2 separate regions of the Danio rerio genome follow, and region 2 is linked to region 1. The links are chromatin contacts, called in public Hi-C maps. All regions are on one chromosome and are shown on one strand. The core of a region is the stretch at or near the end of the contact, and the rest is flanking DNA. Distances in the headings are between cores, read along the strand shown. Region 1 has its middle 53 kb from the start of cxxc5a. Region 2 holds the start of cxxc5a (CXXC finger protein 5a).

Region 1 (3,129 bases), core at 115-2,614:
TAGAGACAGGACAATCAACACCAACTGTAACCGCGTCATTATTAAAAGGAGACGTGAAATTTCCAGATGAGAAAAATGTTCCTTACAAACGTATTTCTGCTGCGTGTTGTGTGCACTGTAATCCACACGTGAGTCCAGCTGCACTCTCATAGCGGAAAAATTAAAAACAAATCCTTGGTTGCAGCACAAAACGCAACAATATAATTACAAAACACTGTATAAATAATGTAATGTATAACACAACATACATTGTGTAATGTATAACATATAACACACAACACTGTATAACACATTATAAACGCAACACTGATCACCCGTGTTTCAAAACAATTCTTCTTCTTCCACTTGTTTTGGCAATACAATTTGGCGTCTGTCTGCCGTCTGAACACTGTAACAGGTAAAAACAGTCTTGGAAGCTATCATGCATATTAACGAAGTTCAGATGCATTCACAATAGAGCATGCTGATTGGTTTGAACCAAGTCTTCATAAATTAATGCTGCACACTCAGAGACGTCACAAAGTACTCCCAGGTACAGACATCCAGTCTACACACTGGAATACATGCAAGTATCTAATCACCGTGACCAGTTTCAAAAATTTGTTTTAAACCGGAAGAACTAATTTGCTCGAAATAATGCAAAAACAACCAATTTTCACAGTTTTTGTGAAATATGTGTGTCCTAACAGTGTTTATAACAGTGTGGGACACATATATGACTGCTCAAAAAATGTGTTTTGGTGTTTCGTGACCCTTTAACAATGAACAATTGTATTTTCCTCATTTAACTTTAACCAACATGAACAAATACTGTATTGAATGTATTGTTCATTATTTGTTAATACTAGTAAATGACTTAACTAATATATCATTATTGTAAAGTCTCATTGATTTATAATACAGATAAAGAATCATTTCATGATGACTTCAATAAGCTTTATCTCGTCAGTATCATTTGTATGCATAGAAAGTCTAGAACAGCGATGTGCTCAGTTTTAGACAAGAAATGTGTCTATTCAGCAGCCATAGATATACATGATGCTTCTTGTTTCTGTATATACTGGCCCAATAATATATCTCACTCGGATATACTGACCAAAAGAGCCTGACACACACGCACACACACGCACACACACACACACACACACACGCACACACACTGAATTCACTAACAGGAGGCACATCCACACTACCACCCTTTCTTGCTCTTTATCTGCACCCCCCCACACACACCTCTCTCTCTTTCTCTCTCCGTGCTTCTCTTTCTCTCTCCCTCTGTGATGGCAGGACGGGCAGTGAGCTGTGCGGCTGGGAAGAGGCGAGGACGCCGCGGCGCACATTAATAATGCAGAGCCTCAGCTTCCTCCCAGCGCCGCGGCCATGGCACTGGCCCATCGCTGTCACCAGGGGGGAGCTGGGAACATTCTCTCTCTCTCTCTCTTTCCAGCTCTACTTCTTTCACACAAACACACACGCGGACATAACACACTTTTGCACAAACCCCACCAAACTGGGCCTCCACCCGAGACTGTGGCTCATTACAGATCCTGCTTCTGATGACTGCACCACAGACCTGGGCTCATTACGGCACTGAGGACTCAATCCAGCTCTCCAGGCCTGCAGCTGGTACCTCTACCTCTCTCTTACGCTTTTCTGTGTTCACACCATACGCATTCTCTTTACCTTCACCTGTCTGTTCATTTTCCGTTTATTAGTTCATATTTGTGGCGGGCCAAAGGTGTTTCTTGTATGCTGGGGTGTAATGATGATTGCAATTTCTGCATTTGAGTTAATCATTACTTTTCAAAGTCTCATTACTCCGTGGGTCCCATAGGCATCGCTTGACCCTATTTAGGGGGGATTCGGTCCATAGTCTTTCATCTCGGCGCCCCTGAAATGCTGCAATTAACTTGGCTGCGGCAGTAGAAGTCAGAGGCTGTTTCACTTTCCATACTAGTCGTTAAAAAGTTTAATACATTACATTTTATAATTGTTCAGTGCTCAGCATATAAATGTACACCCCTCGCAAATCTCTATCATAAATTCATGTTTTTAATAGGAAGCTATACAATATTATATTTGTGCATATACATTAGATTAGTCAGTACTGATGCCAAATTTGAAGCTTATCATACAAAATAACTTACCATAACGATCCAAAAGATAATAAAGCCAAATAAATGTTAGAGAAAAAATATTAAATACAAATTTAAAAAAAGAGGACGAATCAAATAAAGCAAGAAAATTTTTTTAAATTTTTGTTTGTTCTAATTTATTTTGCAATATTTAGCTTGAATTTAATTGTATTATCTTTCAATTTCTAAATATGTTTGGTGACTAAAATATTATTTTAACGAATATATCTGTTTAAAAAATCTGTTTTGTTTAAATGCACCAAAATGCATTGCCTATAGTCACTGAGAAATGGATTGAAATATTCATTTTCAAAATGGGGTGTACTCAATTACGCTGAGCACTGTATCACTGAATTTTATAGGACGCTAATATGAGCAGTCTCTATACAGTGATTAAATGATCCCTTTTTTAAAATACAAGTGCTAGTAACAGCATTATGAGGATAATGCACCCAAAAAGTGTCATTATTTTGTCAATAACTAAATCTGTCTATTGTATTATAAGTGTTATGATTAGAAGACAAATCATTATGGGGGGATGGCGATCAGCAGGTCAACCACCATTTCAAGAATGCGTTACGGAATTGGGAAGATGGCCGCAAATGAAAAAATGACATATAGATTACTTGATAACCTTATCTGTCAAGATGGGGAAAATATTTGCCATTTTTGGAGGCTTAATGTGGTTAGACATGGTAAAAGTGTAATTATCTTATTCATTCATTCATTCATTTATTTTCTTTTTGGCTTGTCCATTTATTCATTAGGGGAACACCGCAGAATTAACCGCCAACTTATCTAGCATATGTTTTACGCAGCGATTACCCTTCCAGCTGCAATCCATCACTGGGAAACACCCATACACTCTCATTCACACAATACACTCTCATACACTACAGAGAATTTAGCTTACCCAGTTTGCCTATAGCGAATGTCTTTGGTCTTGTGGGGGAAACCAGAGCATCGGGGGGAAACCAGAGCATCGGGAAGAAAG
Region 2 (3,400 bases), core at 598-3,097, 53 kb after region 1:
GCCAGCTAGTGAGTATTGTTGTAACTCACTAAAACGTTTTTACTAGATTTTAGCAATTATGAAAGATAATTTTAGACCTGGTGCTTGCTTATGTTTATATAAGGTTGATTAATTAACTTTTGTATTTACTTAAAATTATTTCATGAGTATATTTATTCATTATTTGTAATTCCAAACATGATAAATTATTCGTTTTTAAATCACATTAGAATTAATCAATCCAGAACACTAAACTAAAATCTATTATTATTCCAAAACAAAAATAATGCAGCCTAATGGATAAACCATGCCACTAAACCGGACTGCTGACGCTTTTGAAAGGAGGGAAAAAATCACTGTGAGGTTACTTGGAAACGTCACGCAAGCAGATATCGAGTAATTCAGGTGATGCGGAGTCCAACGTAATATCTCCCCCAAGACACACACACACACACACACACCACACGCACACACACCTATCTATCTCCCCCTGCCGCTGTCTTTCTTCCTCACACTGCTTCACACACACACACACACATACTCACGCATGCACGCTCTCACACGCAAGCGCTACACACGAACACTCTCGCGCACGAGATCCAGCGGACGCTGACAATAATTCATGTTTTCCTATCCAGATGTGGACTTTGCCGAGCGTCCCTGTGCGCATTTGCATAGCTCAAAGTTAAATGCGCTTGAAAACTTCTCCAACTCTTTGCGTCATAGTGAAAGTTAATGACTGGCAATCACACAAACAGTGCGTGCATGAGCGCCGTGCGCTGTCGGCCGCGGACTGCAGCAGTAAATCCCCGCGCGCTCTCCGCGGCGACATCAGCCTGATAATATCCTCTCAGCGAACAATGAAGCGCACATTTTTGCCTAATCCCACCGCGACGAGTTGCACAAATCACCTCAAATCACGAGCGACTAAACATCAAACTGCAAATACATTCAAGACACCCTCTATTTAACGATATACAGCAATATTCAAGAGCACAGCGTTTTAGTAACGCACAGGTGTGCAGCTGCTGGAAGAGCAAAAGTTCCGCGTCTATAACATAACGCATCATCAACTACAATACCACCTGTCGTTACATGCTGGAGGAGCAACTATCATAAACGTCATCGGCATCATAATTTTACTAGCAAATTATTCAAGAGAGTGATAAGTTTGCACAGCCCACCAAAGCATTTAAATACATTTACGATTTGTATATTCTGACAATTGATTAAATCGCGTTGTACAGAGTCAAAGCGATATTACTTCCTGGGAAGCGCGAGCGCGTTTCCATAGGAAAATAAAGCTCAGATTTGCGAGAACGAGCCAATATTGCGCGGTCGCTTAATTACGAGTCGGATCCTTATTTAATTTGACATTAAAGCAGCACAAAAATACCTTTTGTCTAGACTCAATGATCTGAAACCTGGGTCTCTGCGGTGCCAGTGAACGGTCTGCAGCAGCACGCCTGACAATGTACGGCACAATCATTCTCCCGTTCTCCCAGCCAACGAAATCGTTAGGAAGATGACATCCCAACTTTGAGCAGACTTCAACAAAGTATGATTCCCCCCTTTCCATGTATCTGCATATTTGCAAACACTGGCCCCTTTTTTATTCGCACCTACCAAGGCAGATCCGAGCGGAGGGGAGGGCTTCCACTGTCCGAGCGCCCCTTCTCCAAGCCTGTCGTTGAGATTGATGGCAAAAAGAAGGGAGAAAAAGCTTATTCTCGACTTCCAGAAATCATGGAGCCTTCGACCGAGCCGAGCGCGTGAGGAAGAGAATGGTGAATTATTGCTAAACGTACTTTCTGGGAAGCTGAGCGTGTGGGCTCACCAACCTTTCGATTCTCGCAATCCCACCTCTACATCCAGAAGAACATGCAAACACATTTCATAGATTTTTGGAGCTTCACGTAAAAACCGAACTGGACTTTCGGCGACGCTGAGGCGGAGAAAATACACAGATAAACAAAGACATCTCGCGTTTACGCGGCGCTTCTTTTCGCCGACGTTTTAAATGTCGGACCTTAAACTAAAGGGTGTTTCTCGATGTGCACGTGCTTTGTGAATGATTTGCGGGTTAATGTGACGGAAGGAGATCTGTGTCGCTTCTGTTTCTCTGTGCGCTGAGCAGCCTGTGATTTTTTTTCTCCAGGAGCAAAAGTTGATATGTCGTCATACCGCTTTAAGACTGAACTTCCCTTCAACACATTCATATTTACCATCAAACAATGTCAGAAGGATGCACGTGGTGACTGCATGACTTTGTAATCCTACTATTTGTTTTCATTTTGGGATGTTTTTATGTATTGCTCGACGGAATAAATTAATATGAAATAATAAAGTATTAAAAGTGCATTATGTCTTGCGCTTTTAGAAACTTTGTTATGCAAATAATATAATAATAATATATTTTTTTATGATTTTAGGCTTGGTGTCAATAAATCCCCAAGTACATTCCAGCTGCTACCAAAATTTTATGGGGTGCTTTTTACCTATATCAGTGGTGGTTAATCAATGATCTGTGAGTATTAAAATTAAATATTTTAGAAATAAATAACAAGTTAATCCATCACAGTTGATTTCACTTTGTAATTATACTAATAGTAAGTTGGATGATATCATTAAGTAGCCCAACATAAACTGAATATAATTTCTTTAAAAAAAAGGGTTTAATGATTTTTTTTAATTATTATTCATTTAAGTTTTAAAAAGCCAACATCATCGGCTGTTACACGAGCTTCAGGCAATTTGCCATTATCATGTGACAAGAAAGTGATACAAAATTTTCCCCAGTTTTACATTCTGACATGTCGACAAGTGTTGTCAGAACAAATGCTTGTTCACACAGATTAATGAATTCGACTAAAATCACTGTTCATGCCACACCAGTAGTAGGCGATGTCACTTTGTAAATAAACACTATGCATCTGCGCACATGTGATCCTATAGACCATCCACTTGTTAAGTCGTGAAAAATGAAATACTGTTTTCAGGTCCAAGCCGCGAATATATTCGCTTATGACCACTTTTTAGTCATATCACACATTAAAGTGAATTTTATAAAGTATCATAATGTAGCCTACACAACATTGTCTGAATTTTCTGCATCAAAGACATTCATTCATTCATTTTCTTGTCGGATTATTCCCTTTATTTATTCGGGGTCGCCACAGCGGAATGAACCGCCAACTTATCCAGCACGTTTTTACGCAGCAGATGCCCTTCCAGCCGCAACCCATCTCTGGAAAAAATCCACACACACACTCATTCACTATGGACAATTTTAACCTACCCATTTCACCTGTACCGCATGTCTTTGGACTGTGGGGGAAACCTGGAGGAAACCCACGCGAACGCAGGGAGAACGTGGAAATTCCACTCAGAAACGCCAACTGACCCAGCTGAGGCTCGAACC

The links. A called contact is a pair of places that touch in the nucleus more often than the background predicts.
Region 2: a contact with region 1 is called in a Hi-C map of embryo, with 1.8 times the contacts expected there. The contact joins the promoter of cxxc5a here to the enhancer-like site in region 1.

Annotation. Positions count from the first base shown.
Region 1 is chr21:31,958,802-31,961,930 of GRCz12tu, forward strand. No RefSeq gene overlaps it. Among named protein-coding and RNA genes, the nearest start is that of cxxc5a, 53 kb to the right of the region's middle. Within about 2 kb of position 1,365, at least 19 of the 62 cell types and tissues checked have an H3K27ac peak or open chromatin away from gene starts, as enhancers often do.
Region 2 is chr21:32,011,818-32,015,217 of GRCz12tu, forward strand. It overlaps cxxc5a (CXXC finger protein 5a), which reads right to left and starts at 1,848. Exons shown (of 3, transcript XR_012397226.1): 1 at 1,606-1,848.